2 separate regions of the Capsicum annuum genome follow, and region 1 is linked to region 2. Evidence: chromatin contacts called from public Hi-C data. All regions are on one chromosome and are shown on one strand. Each heading gives the region's core, a stretch centred on a gene start, on an enhancer-like site or on the middle of the called end of the contact. The rest is flanking DNA. Distances are from core to core; before and after follow the strand shown. Region 1 holds the start of LOC107843335 (ras-related protein RABE1a). Region 2 holds the start of LOC107843337 (short-chain dehydrogenase TIC 32 B, chloroplastic).

The links. Hi-C and Micro-C count contacts between places; a contact is called where the count stands out from the background.
Region 1: a contact with region 2 is called in a Hi-C map of bud, with 2.6 times the contacts expected there. The contact joins the promoter of LOC107843335 here to the promoter of LOC107843337 in region 2. A contact is called at or near these places in 2 of 5 Hi-C or Micro-C datasets (bud and placenta).

Annotation. Positions count from the first base shown.
Region 1 is chr10:172,720,074-172,724,045 of UCD10Xv1.1, reverse strand. LOC107843335 (ras-related protein RABE1a) reads right to left here and starts at 1,616. Exons shown (of 9, transcript XM_016687573.2): 1 at 1,465-1,616; 2 at 1,229-1,355. The coding sequence starts at 1,301.
Region 2 is chr10:172,523,115-172,526,959 of UCD10Xv1.1, reverse strand. It overlaps LOC107843337 (short-chain dehydrogenase TIC 32 B, chloroplastic), which reads right to left and starts at 1,738. Exons shown (of 8, transcript XM_016687576.2): 1 at 1,483-1,738. The coding sequence starts at 1,594.

The DNA of each region.
Region 1 (3,972 bases), core at 367-2,866, 200 kb before region 2:
TCCTTGATTTGTTCCAATGAGAACTATTGTGCTTGAGGAGGTTTTTCAAATATTTTTGTCGACTAAGTCATCTAATTAGTGAAATGAGAAAAGAACTATAGGGGGCTGAGGATTACAGAAGAAGCTCTTCTTGACATGCTAACGACTTTCCAAAACCTTCATCTAAAACTTAGAAGTTTGAAAACTCTCTAGTACTACTCAAGGGAAAAAGGGATAGCACTATGATTATCTTTATATGTACAGTCTATTTTATCTGTGGTTATCTATCGATTTGTGGTAGTCTTTATCTTTTTGTTTGGGATAGAGTACTAATTATTTTAAGATTTCTGACTTGAGGAGAAGGTTGTTAATTTATGAAGGGGAGCATTAATGGATGAAGGATCAAGAAGCAACATAGATCAGGTTGTAAGCACACACCTTATGTGCCCAAACAACAGATGCCTGGCATAATATGGTGCTTATAATGTGTACGCCCTAGATACTTAATTTGACATCATGTAGTGCAGTATTGGAGTATTTTTTGCTCAATAGCTCCTACAAATTCAAGGATTATTACTTTATATAATTATTTAATACTAGGGGTAGTGTGAAAAAAAAAGTAATAAAACTATCTACGTAACTAGATTTGCTAAAACTAACAAGCAAAATGAAACATTTGTTTTTTAGTATAGGGACCAAATAAAATGAAATGGAGGGAATATGATGTACTCCCCTCTGTTTCATATTACTTGACTCCCATACTAAAAACAGTAATTGGAGGGCTATGTTGCTCGAACTCTTCAAAAATGTCAATGGGTGTGCGTCGGATTGTCCAAAAGTAGGTATTGGTACGGCATCAAAAGTGAAGTGTTCGCACAACTTAGCTTGTGGGACAACTCCAAGTCTAGCTCTTCCCCTGCTTGTTCCAAGAGAATTTATTTGCCCAAATTATAAAACCAAGGGAATTTTATTTTCATTTCTGCCCTTCAGTAGTACTAAATAAGGGCATAAAGTAGTAGTAGTAGTAAAATTTAGAGTTTCAAACATCATTAATAAAATTGGTTCAGTAAAATACATCTTCAATTAAAATTAACAAGCAAGTTGGCATAAATGGTCATAGAAAGTGTAGTAAATAATTGAACAAAACAACACGTCTAACAACTACTCACTATATCTCAAATGCAAGACTTATTTGACCACCAATAATATTGAATAAATGGAAGAAAAAAAAGAAGAAGAAAATAATTACCGCTGTCACCAATCAAGAGTAGTTTGATGAGTTGATCGTAATCGGCACGAGCTCTAGCAGGTGGAGCAGTCATTTCCCTTTTGATTTCTCACGAATCCCAGGAAAATATTATGATGAATTGCAAACCCTAGAGAGTGGGACACGAAATAATAAAGTTTTAAACATTTGAATAAAACACAAATTTATAGAATTTAGGGTTTTGTAGAGAAAGATAATTATAAACACAAAATACGTACCGGAGTCGGAGAAACGTGAAGAGAGAGAGGTTGAATATACGTGGGAGATCTATTTAACACTTTATTTATTTAAAGGGGAAATAAAAATAAAATTTTACCGCAGTACCACCGGGCCTCTCATTGAATTTCGTTTTTCCTTATTTTTTCCTTTGACTTTGACTTCATGCTTTTACTTGGTCAATTTATGTAAATGGTACGGAGGGTGTTTGGATTAAATTATAATTTGATCAAAATGACTTAAAAGTTATTTTTGGATTTAGGAGTATGTGACAATTTAAAAAATTGCTTAGAAAAAGTTAATTTTGTCTTTTTAAAAGTCAAAAGATAAGTCAAAAGATAGAAGTTGGTCACTCCCTACTTATTTTTTTTAGCTTATAATCCATTGAAAGTTGACCAAATAAATGACTTTTGTATCCCTTATAATTTTTACTTATTCTAAAATTATCCTCGTAGCCCCTATAATTTTCACTTATAACATTCATGATCCATGATCTATAGCAATTTTTATAACGATTGAATTTTTTTTAATTCAATTTTTTATATTATATTAAATTATATTTTTGTAACAATATATATTTTACTAAAATAATTAATAATATTCAAACAAAGGATATTATTATAAAAAATTTAAGTATACGTGGTAGCTTGCTGACAATGTATACTATTTATGTATTATATTTTTTATTATTTTTTGTTTGTTTTTTCCTTTCAAGAAAACCTATTTTTTATCTAAAAAAATTTTGATAAACCTATTTTTATCTAAATATTTTTTACCTTTTATATTTTTAATTCAAAATTCTAATTTCATCCTTGCTAAGAAAGAGTATGAATTAAAATTAATAATGTTTCAAAATAACTATCGAGCATTAAATAATTCAATTTCTTCTAAAGATTTTTTTAGCGCATAAATTTAACAGTCATTTATGAAAATATTATATTATATATATATATATATATATATATATATATATATAACTGAATTAAAAATATATAAATTTTAGAGAAAATGGTCAATTACCCCCCAATCTTTAGTCGAAATTCCAACTATACACTCAACGTTTATGAGAGTCTCATTATCACTCTAAACATTTTTTTACTGTATTTTATATTTCTCCAATTGCTGACCTGTCAATATAAACCAAACAATTGGACATGCGTGTGTACACGCGTCGGGCCCACCTATTTTTTTAGTTCCCTCCTACAACGCCATTTCCATGGATGACACTCACACCTCTCAGCTCTCTATACACACACTCACCATCTACAACACTACACATAAAGAAGTGCACACAATACACAGACTACTACACACAGCCATACGCGAGAGAGGGGAGAAATATTGAAAGAAAAGAGAGAGAAAGTGGGAAAAACAGAGAAGGGAGGTCCATCGAAAGAGAAAACAACTTCTTTTTTAATCTTTCACCGACGAAATTTTGCCGGAATAACTCCGGCGAATCCATCTTATTTTTTCCATCTTTTTCCGACCAAAGCCCACGAGAAAACGATCGAAAATACCAAATTCGCGATGAAAATGCCCGAAACAAACCCATCTCGCCATAAATCCACTGGAAACACCAACATTTCGATCAGATATCTTACCGAAAAACTCTATTTTCCATAAACATTCAAAAACCACACTCATTCACTATTCCCCTTTGATAATTTTATTGGGTGGTTATTGGGATCTTTGCTGGAGCTGTATTTGTTCTCATACTCTTTATTCTATCATTGTGTATCACCGCCCCTCACCATCGCACTACCACCCAGAAAGGCAAACTTCACCGCCTTATTAAGGCTGAGCTCAGCCCAGTTGTCTCCAAGGAAATACAAGAGATGAGATTTGGCGTTTGGAGATGAAGTATTATCGTTGGGTCTTTTATTAATTGGAGAAGACAAAATTATTTAATAATTAAAAATAATGACATGTATTATACACGTGGCACTTAAAAATACTGATTTTGTAGAGTTGAAGCCTCAATTGACGCGCCTATTGGGGATGGTCTTACCTCCCATGACAGGTCAATAATTGAAGGGGTATAAAATATAGTAAAAAAATATTTAGAGGGGTAATGAGACTCTCGTAAAGGTTGAGTGTGTAGTAGGGATTTCGACTAAAGGTTGGGGGTAATAGACCATTTTCTCTTAATTTTAATTTGAATCATTTTAGAAATAAAAATTAATAATAATTAACTCTATATATTGTTAACAGCTTTAAGGGTATTTCAGACATTTTGATTAAAAAAAAGTGCTTAACAACACTTGTTTACCTAGCAAATCAACAACTTTTTTTAGTTTCAGTACTTTTATCCAGACAGCAACTGCTTATTTTTAAAATAAGTTTAGCACTTTTAAAGAACTTTTTGAAAGTCATTTTTTCCAGCCTATCCAAACGGGGCCATAGTCTTATTTATACTAATTATTATTGTTAGAGTACAACTCCAAGAGTCTTTTGATTGGAAAATAGTTATCCCCAATCATATATATGAGATAATTTATCACATTACTATG
Region 2 (3,845 bases), core at 489-2,988:
TAATTTTATTTCATAAAAATATAAATCAAATTTTTTTATGTAAATAGTTTTCAATAGATAATCTAATCTATTAAAAAATTGATATTCTTTTATTAAATAATCCATAAGGAAAATTGGGTTATGCACATATAAAAAAGGTCAAGATATGAGTAATATATTATATATTAACTTAAATTAAAATTAAAAACTAATTAAGGTTATCACATCATTTTTCCGATGGAATTATTGTAAAATTCAATCATAATGACTTTTGTGATGGTCGGAATAAAGTTAAATGACCATAGATGAAATAAATGAAAGAAAAGTGACTTTTGCTTAATAGATAAAAGTTAAGTGACCATGGATGAAATGAATGAATGAAAAGTGACTTTTGGGTAATAGATACAAAGTTAAGTGATCATGTATGAAATTTACCCCAAACACACTCTATTAGTTGACTTTTTTTTCTCTGTTTCCCTCTTAAATTCTATATACTCCCTCCGTTTAAAAAAGAATGACCTACTTTTCTTTTTAGTCCATTTCAAAAAGAAAAATTCCTTTTCTTTTTTGGCAATACTTTAATTTCAACCTTCCACATGGCATGTTTAGGACAACAAAATTAAAGGGGATTTTGAGACATTTGACACAACTTTAATTTAAGATCACAAGATTCAAAAATCTTCTTTATTTTTTTAAACTCTGTGTCAAGTCAAAATATGTTATTTTTTTTTTTAAACAGATGGAGTTTGTCAAATGTCCTAAAGGTGGTGGAAAAAAAAAAGACGGTCTAAAGGTTACACAAGTATAATTAATGATAGAGATTTTCATAACACAAACCAAACACGTTCCCCTGTTCTTATTATCTCTTTCACAAATTAAAAAGATTAGTTAAAAAAATTAAGCTCATGCAAAAAAAAAAAAAATTACTAATGTTACAGTCTTAACTAAACCCTCTCTAATTAATGTCGCTTTTGCATGCTCTTCTAGTGATCATGCTTATAGTAAATTTAATTGATGGAATTTTAAATTTTAGCTCTGCCTATTATCTGGGTTACAATCTAATAAACTGTATGCATGATCGACAGCAGTATGATCAGCCATTAGTGAAAACACAGGCGCTGCTTTCCAACCCAAATACCGACCACTTGGAGGTGGATCCACCTTGTCGATTTCGACACGTGGCATTAATATGTGTCAAATTTAAATAAAAGGGTAGATATAAACTCATACCTTTAAAAATAATTTTAATTCTGACTAGTACTTTTGATATTATTTGACTTGACATAGAATTTATGAAATGTTTTTCTTTTTAAAATGTGTGATCATAAAAGTTTTAGATATTTGTTATGCTTTAACACATTTCATCAAGAAGTGACTTTTAAAGTTAGAATTTTTTCTAATTACAAAATTGTGGGCTTTTTTTTTATACGGACTAAAATGAGCACATAAATTTGAAGAAATGTACTTATTAATTAAAAAATACACAATAAATGTGAAACAAACCTGTAATAATAACAGTGAAAGGGGTAGCATCAATGCCTTGAGTAACCTCCTCAGCAGTAGAAGCTGATCCAAATCCACTTGCTCCTCTTCTTCCTGTTATCAACCTCAACATCTTCCCTTTTGAAGAACAATCAAATTATTGTGTTTTTTTTCTACAAGAGAAAGAGAAAGATTGTAAGTTGTGATGTGAAGTGATCAAAAAGCAGAACCTATAATATGTATATATATATACAAATTAAAGTGGTGCGGGGAACGAAAAGATCGAAATAATTAAAGATAGAAGTTAGAAGTGGCAAAATGGACAATGATTGTGACAGTGGGTTACGTTTGATATATAGAGTGCAAAACAAAAATGAGAAAGTAAGATTTTGGGAGATTGTTGGTAGTAAATTTGTTAGACAAAACGACATGTACACGCATACAATGTTCCAATCGGTTACTCCCTCCTAAATTACCCTTCACTAGCTTCTCAACTGTTTTTTCATATTTAGGTTGAACAAAAAAAGGGATGTCATTAGTGATGGAATCAATTTTTTTTTTTTTACTAAATGATACTCCTCCGTTTAAATAAGAATGACCTAGTTTGATTTGACACGAAGTTTAAGAAAATAAAAAGACTTTTGAATCTTGTGGTGTTAAATTAAAGATATGTCAAATGTAGCAAAATGTCCGTCAATCTTATGATCTTGAACATGCCATGTGAGAAGTTAAAATTAAAAAGTTGTTAAAAAAAGAAATGAATTATTCTTTTTTAAACGGATTAAAAAGAAAAATAATCACAGAGCGAGTACAAAATATGAAAATTTAATACACGAAAAAGATAAGGGGATTTAATATTTATTTAATATTTATTTGTAGTAACATATTTTCCGGTGATGGGGATTGCGTCTAGCCCCGCCCATGCATTAAATTGTCTTCTAAATATTTAATAATGTAAGAAAATAGATTTAGCTACATGTATTATGTATACTATATATTACGGTGTAATTTTCTTTTTTAATACCATCACGATTCAAAAGATATTCACATATAACTCTTTATAAGAAGAGAAGGAAATTTGTAATCTTGAAAATGAGCACATTATACTTTATATAAGACAAAAGCAATTTAATTATGTAGAAGAATTAACCTCATCGATGAATATTAGTGAACTACTTACCTCAACAACAAATCTCTTATGCTAAAAGTTATGATTTCAATAAATTCATAACCAAAAAGTTATTTCTGTCCATTACATGGAGGGGAGCATGATCCCTTTATGTACATACATTTAGGTTTAAAGTATAGAACCTTAGCCTCTCCTACGGTGGAAAATATCTCATCCTTTAATAGAAGCTTGAAAAATTGAAGTTATGCATCACTATTGAAATTACTTTCAGAGCGTTTATATAAAAATTTTTTGGTTTTCCACTCGGTGTACGATATCTACATTGAAGCCCCGATTAATTTGAATCACTCACTGCAGGACCCATTTTGTGGGTGTCGCTCCCAATAGGATTTTCTTGATACCCAACACTCGTACCCAAAACCTCTGGTTAAGGATGGAATAGCCCCACTACTACACCACAACCCATGTTGGTAGAGCATTTATATATCAAAATGTCTAAAAGAATGGATTTTATCAATAATTATATCTAGAGTTTACATTTAATGCACTGACAATGTATCACTTTTTTGCACCACAGATAAATATTATCTGGCGCCTATAAAATAAGGTGGTGGTTCTCGAGTATCCAAATTAATGAGCCATTATTTATGATTATCTCATCTTTTATTGATTTAAATGCACACCTTCACAATTCTCTTTATTATCATCTACATAGATCTTTCTTTTTTCTTCAATTTCGGTGGAACTAAGGTTTACTAATTACTATAGCTACTACAATCAGTAGCATCTCAATAATATTGATGGGGCCTTACATTGCAATTACTCCCTCCCATTTCAAATTAATTGAATTGTTGAGGTATGATACACTTTTTAAGAAAAAGATTTTAAGACATAAATTGTAGGTTACTTTTTATTATTATCCTTTTAATTATTCTTAAATTACTCTTCTAGAAAATGTGAAATACTTAAAAATCTCATTAAATGAAAGGATAAAACTGAAAGAAATTTCCAACATGTTTATTGAAGAATAAACAATTCATTTATTTTGGACATTAAAAAATAATTCAATAATTTTTTTTTATTTTGGAATGGACGAAGTATAGTACTGTAATATCTCTATTGTTTTCATTTGTTTAGTATTGACTTTGTACATCTTTTGAGGAGGAATAATAGAAGCACAGTTATACTATCACCCTTTGAATATAATAAATTTAATATTTTAGAAAATTATTATAATTTTATTTTTTAATTTGGA